Regions from separate parts of the Mus musculus genome. Here all the other regions are linked to region 5. Evidence: chromatin contacts called from public HiChIP or PLAC-seq and promoter capture Hi-C data. All regions are on one chromosome and are shown on one strand. The core of a region is the stretch at or near the end of the contact, and the rest is flanking DNA. Distances in the headings are between cores, read along the strand shown. Region 1 holds the start of Tmc3 (transmembrane channel-like gene family 3). Region 2 overlaps Tmc3 (transmembrane channel-like gene family 3). Region 3 has its middle 6.2 kb from the start of Gm10610. Region 4 has its middle 75 kb from the start of Gm10610. Region 5 holds the start of Saxo2 (stabilizer of axonemal microtubules 2).

Region 1 (2,700 bases), core at 98-2,597, 940 kb before region 5:
AAAAGGGGAATCATGGAGGAAATCTGATTACAGAATTGCTTTCAGCAAAGGGCATCTTTCTTGTGTAACTTCTGCATCTCACTGTCCCAGGGTCATCTGTAGTGTGTGTGTGTGTGTGTGTGTGTGTTTGTGTCCATAGACTGACAGAATTTGGTAATGTCAGCAGTCCTTAGAAACTCATTTGTAGATTCTATTACTTCAGTGGTCAGTGAAAAGGAATAAGTTCTCATGGCAAACGACAGCAAAGGAGAGAGGAGAAGAGGAATTCCCACATTTGATTCCATTTTTGAGGAACAGTAGTTTTGAGAAGGGACACAATGTCATCTATAGGCTCACTGAGGTGAGGAGCAAAGCTTGGAGACACAATTCCTCTTTCTCCCACTCTAAAGGTAAAAGAAACAAACATGTGGCCTGTGTTGCCTGGAGATGCCTCTCTGTTGTGTTCATTTTAAACACAAGATAAGAGGTGAGGCAGGCAGTGGTTTTTACAAACAACAACAACAACAACAACAACAACAAAATGCGTTAAATGACTGCATTGGGCAAACTCCTTAGGGCATAGCTACTGTGTAGAACAATTTTTCAACATTTAACAGGGACTTTCTTCCATAGTAATTCTAAATATGTAACTCAATATTTTTTTAAGGAGATGAGTAACCTATGGCTTTTGCAAAAGAACACATTTCCTCTCATTTTGATCAGGAAGTCTTTTATTTCCTCAAAGGAAAATTTCTCTAGAGTTAGAGGAGGTTTCAGTATTTAACAGAAAATCTTCCCGAAACACACCTAAGACGTTCAGTTCTCATCCCCGCCCACATCCCCGTGCTCAGAAGCGTTTTCCAGCAGACACCTGATTTATCAGAGGCAGCAGATGGCTTGTCTGCTCTCTTCCGACGCTAGCAATTGAGGAAGCAGGGAGAAGCAGATGAAGCCCATGTGTGGAATTGGCAGGCAACAAAATAAGTGCAGGATACAGGCTTTGGAGCTGGGAGCTTGCAACTGTCTTCCTCTCTGAGCATTGCTGTGGTCGCCACCCCAGTTCCTCATGACCCCAGAGAAGTAAGTTTCTGCACTGGAGAACCCAGCAAGGCACTCACCCAAGAAGCAGGGAGTCCTGGTAGAGATAACACTGGCTGGCGTTTCTCCGAATGCTTCTGTAGCGCTGGGATGCCTTTGAGGTTTTCATGAGGCCTGGTCTGTAGCCAATGGTCCCTAGGGATAGCCAGGGAATTGGAAAGCCTTGATTTTGCAGGCAGGGTTCTGTTCCAAATGAGCTGTCTGAAAGAGGCCTGCAGAGTTGACCTGCTCTCCTCCTTCAGAAACAGGAGCAAATGTCTGCCTGCATCTGGTGCTCAGGGCAGAAAAACCAGGAGGGCAGCCAGGGTCATACATATGTAACAGTGAGGTGGGTGTGTTCACATTGATTGGCTAAGATCGGGACAGTTGGAGGCGTGGCCCAGTAGCCTAGGGCTGTCTTGGTTCTTCCTAAAGTCCATCAGTAATCTCTTGTGCCCAGACAGGGCTCAAAGACTTGCAAACTCCTCTACATCTGACTACAGCTGGCAGTTGCTAAACACTTTAGGAGCATAGGAGGCAGGGTGTGGTGGGTCTCTCCAGAAGAGACTTAGAGACAGCAAGTGCACTGCCTATCCAGGCACAGACAATAGCACTCTATTCTTTTCTCCCTCTACATCTTTTTGATTTTGTACTTTGAAAGATGTCAAGCTTACAGAAATGTTGACATCACAGTACCATGAACCTCTGGCTACTTTCAAGCATTAACCATTTACATGTTGCCACAGTTGTCTCAGTACCACCCATGTTTTCCCTGCTACCTACCTACCTGCTACCTAACAAATGCTTAGAAACCAGTAAACTCTAGAAATAATGATGTTTCAACCTTCAAGACTTCCATGTTCTAGTAACAAAAAACGGGATTACTTTAGTTCTAGTCTTACATGTATTAAGTATGGACATATCAGTATGCATAATGACCCATAAAGCTGAGTTTGAGAAAAATTAAGATTTTTATTTATTTCATATTATTTTATTTTCATCTCAGGGCTGGAGAAATGTCCCATAAATTAAAAGAATTTGCTACTCTTGCAGAGGACCTAAGTTCAGCCCACTAACCACCTCTAACTCAAGCTCCAGGGAACCTCTTCTATCCTCTATACATGGTTCTCGTTTCTCTCTCTCTCTCTCTCTCTCTCTCTCTCTCTCTCTCTCTCTCTCTCTCTCTCTCTCTCTCTCTCTCTCAGAAATGCTTAGAAAACAAGACTCTGGAAATCCATGTATGTTGGAGGTCAAAAAATGTATAGCTTTAGAAAATGTGGCATCTTGCCCATACAAAGGCCAAATGGGGCCCATTCCCTTATCGCCTGCATGTTTCCTTTGTTAGCTGTACACTGGCTTTTTAGCCAAACATCTTATCCCCGGCCAAGGCCTTTGGTGCACTTGGGAATTACAAACCTGTTTGCTAGTGAACACCCAGAGCCCTGGCTGCTTGCAGGGAGTTAACACACTTGTGTGTAGCTGAGCAGGCTAATGCAGTGCTAGAAAGCATGGCTCAGCTCTGCTGAACACTCTGTCTTGCCCACATTAAGAACTCTACATGAGCAGAGGTCAGGGCAGTGCCCCAGACAACAGAGCAGAAGGAAGGCACAGACAACCACAAAGTGTGGGAATGGGAGAGGGTCT
Region 2 (2,700 bases), core at 157-2,656, 970 kb before region 5:
CCAAGGCAAACAGTATCCTGTAGCTGAAGGAGTTGGGACCTGTAGAGTTTCATATTCTGGTTATTTTAGGGATGAGGCCCAAGTCTCAGTTGAGATTCATTTTGCTTTACTTGTACTGAGCACATTCAGCCTGGAGGTGACTTTATAGAATATTATTTTCGACAGTTTTTGTACATGAAAGAGTTTCCTGTTTTGGAATTTTACTCTCAGCCTCATGCTGACACTCAAGGACTTTCAGGTCCTGAAACAGTTCAGATCTTTAGATTAGGGAGGCTCAGTCTGAAATGGTTTGAGTCACAAAGAAAATACAAATGAGCCACTAGGGAGATATCCATGGACAAAATGCCCTGCAACTGGAAATGGCTTCCTAACTTGACATTTCACAAAGCCAGGCTGTTGCTCCTTTACATAAATTTGCATGTGTGGGAGCAGTTGTTTTCTTTACCTAGTGAAAAGGGGATATGGGGTTGTTTTTCAGTGATGATGAGAGACAGGAGGTGAGCAGGAGGCCTCACTTAAGGAAGTATGACTTTCAGGATACACACGACCCAGAGAGTTTGGTACCTTGGATACCTCCTTGGCCTCCTCCTGACCTTGAGGGAGCAGGAGACAGAAGCAGAAGGCCAGGGAGTATCTGCCTCAATCTGGTTACTTTAGGAGAGGTGTGTACTCCAGGTGGGAAGGAGTCTATGTCAGACAAAATCTAAAAAATAAGAAAGAAGAGAGCAGAGTGCTTGGGGTTCAAATAGTACTAGGGGCTCAGGGGTCAAAGTTGATCCAGGTGGGGGTGGCTCTTCACCAGTCTATTAAAGTCTACCGAGCTGCCATGCAAAGAGGGCTTAAGTGAGCATCAGGCTTGCTCCCAGCCAAAGCAAGTGACCACTGGCTATTCTCAGAAATAACTTGGAGGGACTCGGTGGGTAGTCACTTTGTACCATAGCACATGTGCACTGTAATCTGAGGGTTGGAGCTGCTTTGGACTCTCATGCTGGAGAGGGTGCAGGTATCTGGCCAGGGCTGACATTGGCATGGATGAGAGCTGAGTTCAGATGATACTTGCATTTTGGATCTGCATCCTGAGTTGCTGGCTGCTGAGCTTGAGTGATCTCGCGATGCTCTGAAGGTAGTAGATGAGCATGCTGGCATGGAAGGACATGGGATAGTAAGCAGGGTTCTTAAATTGCTTCTGTAGCTTCCCAGCCCTGCTCGGGGGCAGCAGAAGTGAGGGTTCCTCCTCACTAACCTCTGAATCTTGAACAAAAACACATCTGCCTTCTTTCTCACAGCCTGTGGTCACTGGGAAAGCACAACTTCATTTTTTAAATTTTTGCTTCCCGCAGCTGACCCCTGTTGCTTCAGATTCTGCACCCTGACAATAAATACAAGGCACCAAGACCAGCAGGCACCTTGCAGCCAATCAAGCTGTGGCTACTGGTTTCACTTCTCTCTGAAAGACCTAAGAAACATAAGCTACTCAGCTGAATTATGACATTTCAAAATTATCTACACTTCTGCAGAATACTCTACTGGTATTCATAGTGTCCGGACCTGTTAGAGTGGCCACAGTAACCTTCCAGATGGTGTGGTTGACTTGGGAGCTATGCAGCCATCCCTCTGTAGCATGGTGCCTTGTGTTCTCAAGTGTGGCTCAAGATCAATGTTTAGATCATCAACACTTGTAAGTGCTTTCTGAATGGACTAATTTTTTTTTTTTAATTATTGGACATCAGTGTGATCAGGTGACTACACACTTGTCCTAGAAGGCTGAGAGGTGTGGCACCCCTTGGAGACTGTGGGCAATAGTGTCTCCTCAAGTCTGGAAGTTATGACAGACCCCGTAGGCTGGGAGATATGATGCCCCCTAGGGGCTGGGAGGTGTAGCACTCACAACAGAAGCAGCACAGCTGGAAGTATCACCACGGGGCTGCTGATATGTCCAACTACAGCGTGAAACCAGGTCGGGAAGTCATTCTCTATCGTCTCGGACACGATGTCATAAATTTTCTCTTGTCCGCTAGGAAAAAAGAAAAAGATAACTCCAGATTGGACTGCTTTTGCCAGGGGAATGTTTCAAGATCTATCAAAAGTGTTTGGGTGTCTAGAGATGGATCTCCACAAGTGGCTATAAAAGCTGGAGGCCAATCTCCAAATGACCAAGATGCCTAACACTCCTGAAGTTATGTGAAGTAGTGATCTGGTTACCTGGTAGGTCTGGAGGTGAGGCCACTGATCGCACTATGAGTGCACTGGCCTTTTAGCAAGTAAATGAAGACACCTCTAACGGCTTCCTGGCTCAAAACCGGCTTAGGCAAAGATGGAGATGGCAGTTGAGATCTGTATGGCTATAGCAAGACACTCCAGACTGAAAGCTGGCACAGACTGTCTTCAAATGAAGCCTGGCTTCAGTCACATAGATTTCTGTACAACCATCTGCTCCTTTCCCCTCCTTTTCTTTTCTACCTCCAAACCCTTCTTTAGATCCACCCACTTGCTCTCTTTCAAACCCCTGATCTCTTTTTGCATCAACTCATAGTACATGCATACTTGTATGCATATGTATATTTATATTATACATATATTTCTAAATACATTACTACAACCTATTCAGTCTGGATATATTATATACAAGTGTGTTTTCAGTTTTGTGACAGAGTCCTACTCAGTAGATCAGGCTGACCTTTAACTATTGACAGTCCTCCT
Region 3 (2,700 bases), core at 187-2,686, 910 kb before region 5:
TACATAATAAGGAGAGCTCTTGCATAGACCTTCCTGAGATGGGGAAATAGAGTAGACATTTTCTGAGTGGACTGGGGCAGGCAGGCATGGGAACAAGAGGGATCAGGTTGGGGAAGGGGGGGGGAGGAAGGAAGAAGAGAGTATGGGGAGAGAAGACTGGAACTAGGGGACATTTGGGGATAGTTGTGGAGACCTAGTGCAATGGAAATTCCCTGGAATCTCTGAGGGTGATCCTAGTGAGGCCTCCTAGTAAATGGAGAATATGGAGCCTGAACCAGCCATCTTCTGTAACCAGGCAAGGCATTCAGTGGTGAGACTGGGACACCAACCCAGCCACAAAACATTCTACCCACAACCTGACCTGCTTGCAAGGTGTGCTGGGGCAAGAGTGGCTTAGAGATTTGGGAGTGGCCAACCAGTGACTAGTCTAACTTGAGGTTCAAGCCACAAGAAGGTGCTAACCCTGGATGGCCAGGAACTGGAAGCTGGATGGCCCAGAGACTTAGGATCAGTGCCTAGCCCTATTAGCAGCAGAGAGGCTTCCACCAGCATCTGATAGGAGCAGATCCAGAGAACCATAACCAAACATTATGCAGAGCTTAGGGAGCCCTGTGGAAGAGGGGGAGGAAGAATTTTAAGAGCCAGAGGGGTCAAAGCACCAGAAGAACATGGCCCTCAGAATTAACTAAGCAGGGCTCATAGGGGCTCACAGAGACTGAAGTGGTAATCATGGTGCCTTCACAGATCTGTAGGTCCTTTGCAAATATGTGGTGTTTGTTTAGCTTGGGGTTTTGTTGGACTCCTAACAGTGGGAGTGGGAATATCTGACTCTTTTGCCTGTTCTTGGAATCCTTTCCCTCCTACTTGATTGCCTCATCCAGCCTTGATTGTGAGGGTTTGTGATTATGAGGATCTTGCTGCATCTTGCTACGGCTGTGTTCAGTTGATATTCTTGGGAGACCTGCCATTTTCTGAAGGGAAATGGCGAAGCATTGAATCTGGGGTAGAGGAGAGATGGTGGGGGACTGGGAGGAGTGGAGGGAGGGGATGCTGTGGTTGTTTTGTATTGTATTGTATTGTATTGTATTGTATTGTATTGTATTGTATTGTATAAGAGAAGAATAAATAAAAAGAAAAAATAAGAGGGGACACGTTTACAGCAGACTTTCTGGCATTCTGTATTTTGAAATCTTTTTTCCTTCTCTTCCTCAATGTCCTATGATCCACAGATGCAGAAGCTGTGATGTAGATGTATCTGTTGAGGCTGGGATCCCCACCATCCTTTGATCTCTGCATTGTGTTTAGTTGTAGTTTCCTGTTTGCTTTTGAAGGGTGGAGCTACATTATATGTGGGTATAAGGATAAGAGTTAGACTACAGTACGAAATTATTATGGCCTAGCAAAGTGGTTGTAGTAGATTCTTTTCTAAGACCCATGACCTCATTAACCATGGGAAGTTGGCTAATTTCCCAATACCAGGCATGGTTTCCTTTCTGTTGAGTGGATCTTAAGTCCAATTAGACAGCTGCTGATTACTATCAACTTGTGAGTGCCACTTGAGGTATGAATATCCTGAGTAGATGTCACGGTTCATAAATGTAGCAGATAGGTAGGGCTGCTTGATTGCCTCCCTGCCCTGGTATCTGGCATAGTATTTCTGGCACCATTGGCACTGGACTGCAGGAAGGAGGCTTGTTGGTCAGATCCAGCATGAATCATCTGAATCCTGGTGTCCTAAGATGTGGTATCTTCAGCAGTCATGGGACCACCCTAGAAATGGCTGCATACATAAGATAGAACAATGATATTACCAATAAACATGCTAATATAGAAAGGGGGAGGTTTCTCAAAGCTCCACCCCTAGGCAAAGAACTATAGGCAACAAATGACCATGGAGAGAAAGAAAAGTAGCCTCTCCCAGGAATTAGTCTTATTGTTGTCAAATGCCGAGTGGGCATGTCTGAAATCACATACACACAGAAAACAAAAAATAATGCATCAGGCTGTATTGATATATTTATGCATACATGCATACATGTGTATACTACCTACATATGTATGTTACAACAAGAACAAAAGAAAAAGGGGCTATTAACTTTACAGTAGGTGAGCATTAGAGTTGGTGAGTCCCTAGAGAGAGAGGGGGTCCCTAGGAGAGGCTTAAGGGAGCAAAGAGAGGGGGAAAGTGATGTAATTTTATTTCAATTTAAAATATGCTAATTTTTTTAAAAAGAAAAAAAAAACAGAGAGATCAGCTGAGGAAGATGCCAATATTGAACTCTGAGCATGCAGAGATATATATGTGCAACTGCACACATGTGTATATACACATGAACACAGACATTTACATACATACCACAGACACAAAAAGATAAGCAAGTGGAGGAGCCTGAAGTAACTGAGACACTTCTTTTTTTTTTATTTTGTTTATCTGTTTTATTTTCTTTTTTCCCCCTTTTTATTAGGTATTTAGCTCATTTACATTTCCAATGCTATACCAAAAGTCCCCCATACCCACCCACCCCCACTCCCCTGCCCACCCACTCCCCCTTTTTGGCCCTGGCGTTCCCCTGTACTGGGGCATATAAAGTTTGCAAGTCCAATGGGCCTCAACTGAGACACTTCTTATGTTATACGCCTCATACACCATTTAGAAACCTGCACAGAAGCAAGAATAAATATTGTGTCTGGGAGAATAAG
Region 4 (2,700 bases), core at 19-2,518, 830 kb before region 5:
GGCAAGCAGGCAAGCAAGGAAGCAAGCAAGCAAGCAAGCAAGCAAGCAAACCAAGTTGAAAGATGTAAGTTCCAGAGCAGCTGATTCAGCATCTCAAGATCTTACCAAGGCCATGCGTGTGCAGGGTCTGATACTGAGGAAAAGCTCCTGCCCACACTGGATTACTGCCCTGATAGTCTCTAACGAATGCAGCATATAATCACAGGATTCTGTAAATTAGTGGACCCACCCTGTCCATACAGATGGGAAGGGTAGAGTCTCAAACCCACTGCCAGATTCCAAGCCTGCCTGGCCACTTCTCAGATCTGTGTCCTTCACCTATCCCTCAATCTGTAGAGGACTGGCCTGAAAGACGGTTCTGTCTTCCTCTTCAGGTCTGTCTTCACGTGGATGGAATCTGTGGGGGACACAGGACCATGCACAAGGGACCAATTCCACGTGACTCATATAATATAAAAGATTCAAGATGAGTGAGCTTCCCAGCCACACCAAAAGATAGCAAATCACATGACCCAGAATGTCCTGAGAAGATGGCTAACATCTGGGTAGTGAGCTGTCTTCTGTTACCCTGCACTCGTCTTGTGTTGTTCCTTTCAGCCAAAACCATAATCTCACATTCCAAGGGAATAAAGCAGGGTTCAGAGAGAGTTAAATTATATACAAAAGGGAGACATCCGGCCAAACTCTAGATCCTATTCCATTCCCATATCTATGTCTGTAAGCCATCCCAGGAATGGGATATAATTGCTTGCAGGTATGCCTTCTCACACAAACATCTGCCAGCAAACGGTTAAAGCAGAAGTGTGCCATTTCCTTCTGCCCTTTCTACTATGGAGTGGATGATGTGGCTCAGTGTCCCTTGGGTGTCTCTGGGAAAGCCTAGACCAGAAAAGCTATATATGGACTTTTTAAGTGGGGAAAATTTAAGTGGGGACCCCCATAAAACTTAAATAGAAGCAGGCATTGTTCCTGGAAAACACCCGCTCTATTGTAGCTAGCTGCATATTACAATCCACAGCACTGCCTCAGAAACGGCAAGAAGTGAGCCGCAACCCCCAGATTCATGGTGAGGATTTTAAGCCCATCAATCACAAGGGAAAAAATATTTCAATAAATCTCTTTCCAGAAACTGGAGCAAGGCTAGGCTGCACTTGAGAAGTCTATAATCCAGTAGCCACAGCTTGCCAACCTGTGAAAAGCAAATCTAGGTGCCAGATATGACAGCTGCCTTCTGCCTGGGTGTTGAGAGGTTCGCCAGGAAGGCGGGGCCTGTGAGGGCAATCAGTGTGATGGCTTCTGGCTATACCTCTTACCTGAAGTGAGTTACCACCCTCTGGCTGTGTGCATTTGTTTCTTTCACTAGACTAATGCTGAGAACACTAACCTCCTGCTTTGGCCGTAGGACAAAGCAACAACAGTACTATACGACAGCAAAGCATAAGTGCTCAGTCCTTGAAAGCTCAAAGAATGAGCTGTAATCAGTCCGTGCAGTGGGACTGCATTTATGTTTGCAGATCCTGAAGGTGACCACATCTACACTGCAGGATTACCTTCCAGAAGTTTACAGATCATGGGGAAAGAGCCATCCCTCCCCCAAGCCCCACCCCAGCGGGATGGTTCTGTTCAGAGGAGGCAGTGAAGAGGGTTGGATGAAAGGTATATTTACAAATCTAGGGGTGGGTAATGAAACTTATAAGGCAATGGCAAGTTGCCTTTGGTTGTCAGCCATCTGGAAGCTTCCCCCACAGAACATGAAGAAAGTGAGAGCTTTAGGAAAGACATTAAACAGACGAACAACCGCTGCCAAACTCTGGCATGGGAAGGACCAAGGTCAATTCCCAGACTCAACTCATAGTGTTCCTCTTACCCTCTCCTGCCAGAGCCTCCTGAATGAAGCCAACACACACATATGCACACACACATACACACACACACACACACACACACACACACACACACACACACACATTACACAAGTTCAGGAGATCTGCTTTGAGGTTCTCAGATACATCTTGATGGACATATACATTTGGGAACCACAGAAAACTATTCTTTGAGAACAGTGCTAGTCGAGGCACATGGCAGATCTGCAGCAACTTCTGTGAGATGGAGATGTCTGGCTGCTTCCCACCCAGAGTAAAACAATCAGCAGTGATGCAATGTGTGCAGTGCCAGGGACAGGAAAGTGGTGCCTGTGGGTTGTCATGGATATGGATGGGCTGGGGGGACTCTTTATTGAACCCATTTTACAGGCTGGCAGAGTGAGGACAGCAGCAACCGCATTATGGATTTTGTGAGTCTAGGCACTTGCTTTCATAAGGTTTCTTTTAAAATTCAGTATTAAAAATTACTCCAATGTAAAGGTAAAGGTCATTATCTAAGAACCAATATCAGAAGCATATTTTTTCATTCTTCTGAAGTAAAATTATGTGTATATATATATATATATATATAAATTATGTATATATATATATATATATATATATATATATATATATTTAAATATATCTCAGGTCCTAAGCTCTGTGCCTAACCTGCCTAATAGAGATGTTGACAGTGTATAGGGGACTTGTATTCCCAAATGTCCAGTTAGTGACTCTATTTACCCTTGGCTTTCTCCTTCATCCTCAGCTACTCCTCACTCTAGAGAGCACAGAGACCTATCATGCTGTTTCTCTGATGATATCGCCCCTCCTGTGG
Region 5 (2,700 bases), core at 198-2,697:
GTCTAGGGCCTGACAAATCTAAAAAAGCACTGCCAACTTAGCAAATGCTCAGTATAGGATGAATTAAATAGAATTTATAGAAGATATATTCTACCAAGACCACAGACATTTTACCATCTCAAGAAACTTTTCCATATTTTAACAAAAATCCAAATTCAAAAGCATTGTATGACATACTGGGCAGACCACCAATCACCCGTTAATCCATTTATTTCAAACGTTCTACAGCATGCTTCTCTGACATGGCACAACACACAACTCCTTAGCAAGCATCACTCTCACCGCTCCAATGAAACAGAGACATTTCCTCTTTGTTAATAAAACCCAATTCTAAAAGCCTTACCGTGGTCAACATGAGCCAGAACACAGATATTCCTAATGTTGGCAGTGTTCTTCTGAAGTCGAATCATCTTATCAACACCACTGAGCACCATGGTTATTTCCTGGGACTAAACATTAAATGCAAATTAAAAATGGTACAAAATCTAGTGGGGGTGGGGGTGGGGGTGGTGTGCACAACAGCGAAAACCAAATGGACAAACTGAGAGGGAGATGCTGATGCTGACAAGTCGCCTCAGATTCCTTAACTGAGAACCCAATGAATGTTTAGCCACATCTATTTCCTTCTGGCCCTGAGGGGATATAGTCCTTTAGGCCCATGTTCCATGGTAAAGTCCACACATCCTGCTGACAGTACTTGTGGGGTGAGCTGGGAGTTTCCGGATCTGCCATGCGATGAATCACGCAGTTGGGAGCCAGGTGCAGAGGCGCCCGGCTAAGTCACACTCACACTCACATACATACATACATACATACATACACACACACACACACACACACACACACACACACACACCAGAGACAGACAGTCAGTCTCTCTCTCTCTCTCTCTCTCTCTCTCACACACACACACACACACACACACACACACACACCCTTCCCTACTTCAGTCCCTCCAAAAGTCTGCCTTTCTGTCAAGCTTGCTGGCTTTTATCAGACATGAGAACTTCGGCCCTGTGACTGCACTGAGTGTCCTTAAAAGTTTTTGGATCACGTGCCTAGGAACACACCAGGTGCACGACACACCTTCTACCCCTCTCTCCAATTAAAAGAAGCAAATCGAGGTCTGCATGCCCTTCCTCCTCTTGGGTTCCTGGAGTCGCTGCCGCTGAGAGTACCGGGTCCCTATAAAGTGCAGCCGCTCGGGACACTCCTCGCCCAGCCCAATCGACATGACCCCCCCGGGTCTCCGTCACCGTCTGGTCGCCGGCGTCCCTAGCAAGTCCCCCCACTCACCAGCTCCACGCCGCACCTCACCCACGCACCTAAGACTCCAGGGGTAGCTCAGACCGGAAGTCGCAGGAGCCTGGGGGCGGGGCCTGTGGGCCTGTGACCTCTGACCCGCGCGCATCTAGAACATCACCGGAAGCCACGTCGTTTCCCTTCAACTTGGAGTTCCGCGGTCGCCTTGACGACGGCGGACGCTGTAGCTGCTCTGAAGTGTGCCAGCCTAAGCCTGCGGAGGGGGACGCTGGAGCGCAGAGCATGAGGAACTGGTGTCTGTGCCAGATTTGCACCTGCGGGTAAGAAACGTCCGCCCGGTGTGGCGTCCGCAGAGCCGCGAGCCCCGCCGCGCACACCCCCTAAGGACTCCCTTGCCTGAACCGGAGGAGACCCCTACTCCACCCCCACCCCCCACCCCCCACCCCCGACCTTATGCTCTGCTAAATGCTGCCCATTTCCTCTGCTTGGCTAGCTCCTGGGCAAAACTTATTTTCTTTGCATTCCCTGAGGCTTCCCATCCAGAGATTTAAGCTAAAATACAGTTCAGATCAGCTAAGTAGTATGAGCAAATATGGCTGGTAAGTGATGGAGTCACCCACCGATTCTATTGGTTAACTTAAAAGAACAGTATCCATGGTATTTCGTTTGCCACCCAGAACCTTCCATCCTCTAAACTCTATTTTTATTCCTGCCAAGGCAACATTTTCCTGAGGCCTTTCTGACAGACAAAAATGGCAATAGTCCTCACCGTAAACCTCAGGTTTGGTTTGTAAGTCCTGCCTAACAACTTTACATCACCAGTAAACACATTCTTCTCTATCCTCAAGCTTACTGTTTACCCAGGGGTTAGATCACCTTTGATAAGTGAATAAGAGTAACTGAGTAACGCCAAGCCCTTTGTACTTGTAATCCCCTTCTAAGGGCAACCAGCTACAACACATATTGATTGAGAGCAGTTTCTCAGCCCCTTTTGTAATAAACATTGTTTGTATGTTTGAACAGATGCAAACATAACTTTTAAGGCTTGAATCTGCAAAATCTTGTATGTAAGAAAAAAAATGTATTTGAATCTGAATTTATCTACAAACTAAGTTATTTTCCCATCCACCCATCAGGAAATTCATTATATTAGGGACTTTACATTCTTCAAGAATAATATCACCATCCACAGAGCTGGGGGGACTGCCAATGTAAGAGGAATCCCCTTTAGGCTTTGAAGCATGGCTAATAACTTCTGCCGAAATGTCCCTTGCAAACACTTAGTTGCAGCGAGAGCACTGCCTTAGCTGCTTTCAGTTTTATAACTGAGGTACAAGAATCTTTGACAAAATGGGTAGTTACTATGACATACATAGTTCCACTCAGCCAATGGTTTTTAAACTTTGGCTACCTTCATGAGTCATTGTCTCAAAACGG

Evidence for each region. Promoter capture Hi-C pulls out the DNA fragments that hold promoters and counts their contacts. HiChIP or PLAC-seq counts read pairs in DNA pulled down with a chosen protein or histone mark.
Region 1: a contact with region 5 is called in a promoter capture Hi-C map of the HPC-7 cell line. The contact joins the promoter of Tmc3 here to the promoter of Saxo2 in region 5. A contact is called at or near these places in 12 of 39 promoter capture datasets (the C10 cell line, the HPC-7 cell line, HPC-7-derived erythroid cells and 8 more), 1 of 115 datasets of contacts at active chromatin or transcription factors (stem cell-derived neural progenitor cells) and 2 of 9 other capture datasets (embryonic stem cells and pancreatic islet).
Region 2: a contact with region 5 is called in an H3K4me3 HiChIP or PLAC-seq map of bone marrow-derived macrophages, with 7 times the contacts expected there. The contact joins the enhancer-like site here to the promoter of Saxo2 in region 5. A contact is called at or near these places in 6 of 39 promoter capture datasets (the 3T3-L1 cell line, the C10 cell line, cranial neural crest and 2 more), 3 of 115 datasets of contacts at active chromatin or transcription factors (astrocytes, bone marrow-derived macrophages and stem cell-derived neural progenitor cells) and 1 of 9 other capture datasets (liver).
Region 3: a contact with region 5 is called in an H3K4me3 HiChIP or PLAC-seq map of bone marrow-derived macrophages, with 10 times the contacts expected there. The contact joins the enhancer-like site here to the promoter of Saxo2 in region 5. A contact is called at or near these places in 12 of 39 promoter capture datasets (the 3T3-L1 cell line, the C10 cell line, the HPC-7 cell line and 7 more), 6 of 115 datasets of contacts at active chromatin or transcription factors (astrocytes, bone marrow-derived macrophages, cardiomyocytes and 3 more) and 4 of 9 other capture datasets (adipose tissue, liver, macrophages and 1 more).
Region 4: a promoter capture Hi-C map of the C10 cell line shows a contact between it and region 5, with 3 times the contacts expected there. The contact joins the enhancer-like site here to the promoter of Saxo2 in region 5. A contact is called at or near these places in 7 of 39 promoter capture datasets (3T3-L1-derived adipocytes, the C10 cell line, cranial neural crest and 4 more), 1 of 115 datasets of contacts at active chromatin or transcription factors (astrocytes) and 1 of 9 other capture datasets (macrophages).

What each region holds. Positions count from the first base shown.
Region 1 is chr7:83,583,578-83,586,277 of GRCm38.p6, reverse strand. It overlaps Tmc3 (transmembrane channel-like gene family 3), which reads right to left and starts at 1,347. Exons shown (of 23, transcript NM_177695.4): 1 at 1,098-1,347. The coding sequence starts at 1,186.
Region 2 is chr7:83,615,172-83,617,871 of GRCm38.p6, reverse strand. It overlaps Tmc3 (transmembrane channel-like gene family 3), which reads right to left. Exons shown (of 23, transcript NM_177695.4): 18 at 1,889-2,014; 19 at 1,061-1,139. The region is part of intron 1 of Gm16638 (predicted gene, 16638); the gene reads left to right. Among named protein-coding and RNA genes, the nearest start is that of Gm16638, 15 kb to the left of the region's middle. Within about 2 kb of position 1,406, at least 41 of the 459 cell types and tissues checked have an H3K27ac peak or open chromatin away from gene starts, as enhancers often do. A contact at or near this core is called in bone marrow-derived macrophages, where this site is marked.
Region 3 is chr7:83,555,462-83,558,161 of GRCm38.p6, reverse strand. No RefSeq gene overlaps it. Among named protein-coding and RNA genes, the nearest start is that of Gm10610, 6.2 kb to the right of the region's middle. Within about 2 kb of position 1,436, at least 4 of the 459 cell types and tissues checked have an H3K27ac peak or open chromatin away from gene starts, as enhancers often do. A contact at or near this core is called in bone marrow-derived macrophages, where this site is marked.
Region 4 is chr7:83,474,184-83,476,883 of GRCm38.p6, reverse strand. No RefSeq gene overlaps it. Among named protein-coding and RNA genes, the nearest start is that of Gm10610, 75 kb to the left of the region's middle. Within about 2 kb of position 1,268, at least 17 of the 459 cell types and tissues checked have an H3K27ac peak or open chromatin away from gene starts, as enhancers often do.
Region 5 is chr7:82,647,275-82,649,974 of GRCm38.p6, reverse strand. It overlaps Saxo2 (stabilizer of axonemal microtubules 2), which reads left to right and starts at 1,447. Exons shown (of 3, transcript NM_177894.4): 1 at 1,447-1,583. The coding sequence starts at 1,546. It overlaps Efl1 (elongation factor like GTPase 1), which reads right to left and starts at 1,361. Exons shown (of 20, transcript NM_175317.3): 1 at 1,297-1,361; 2 at 344-449. The coding sequence starts at 434.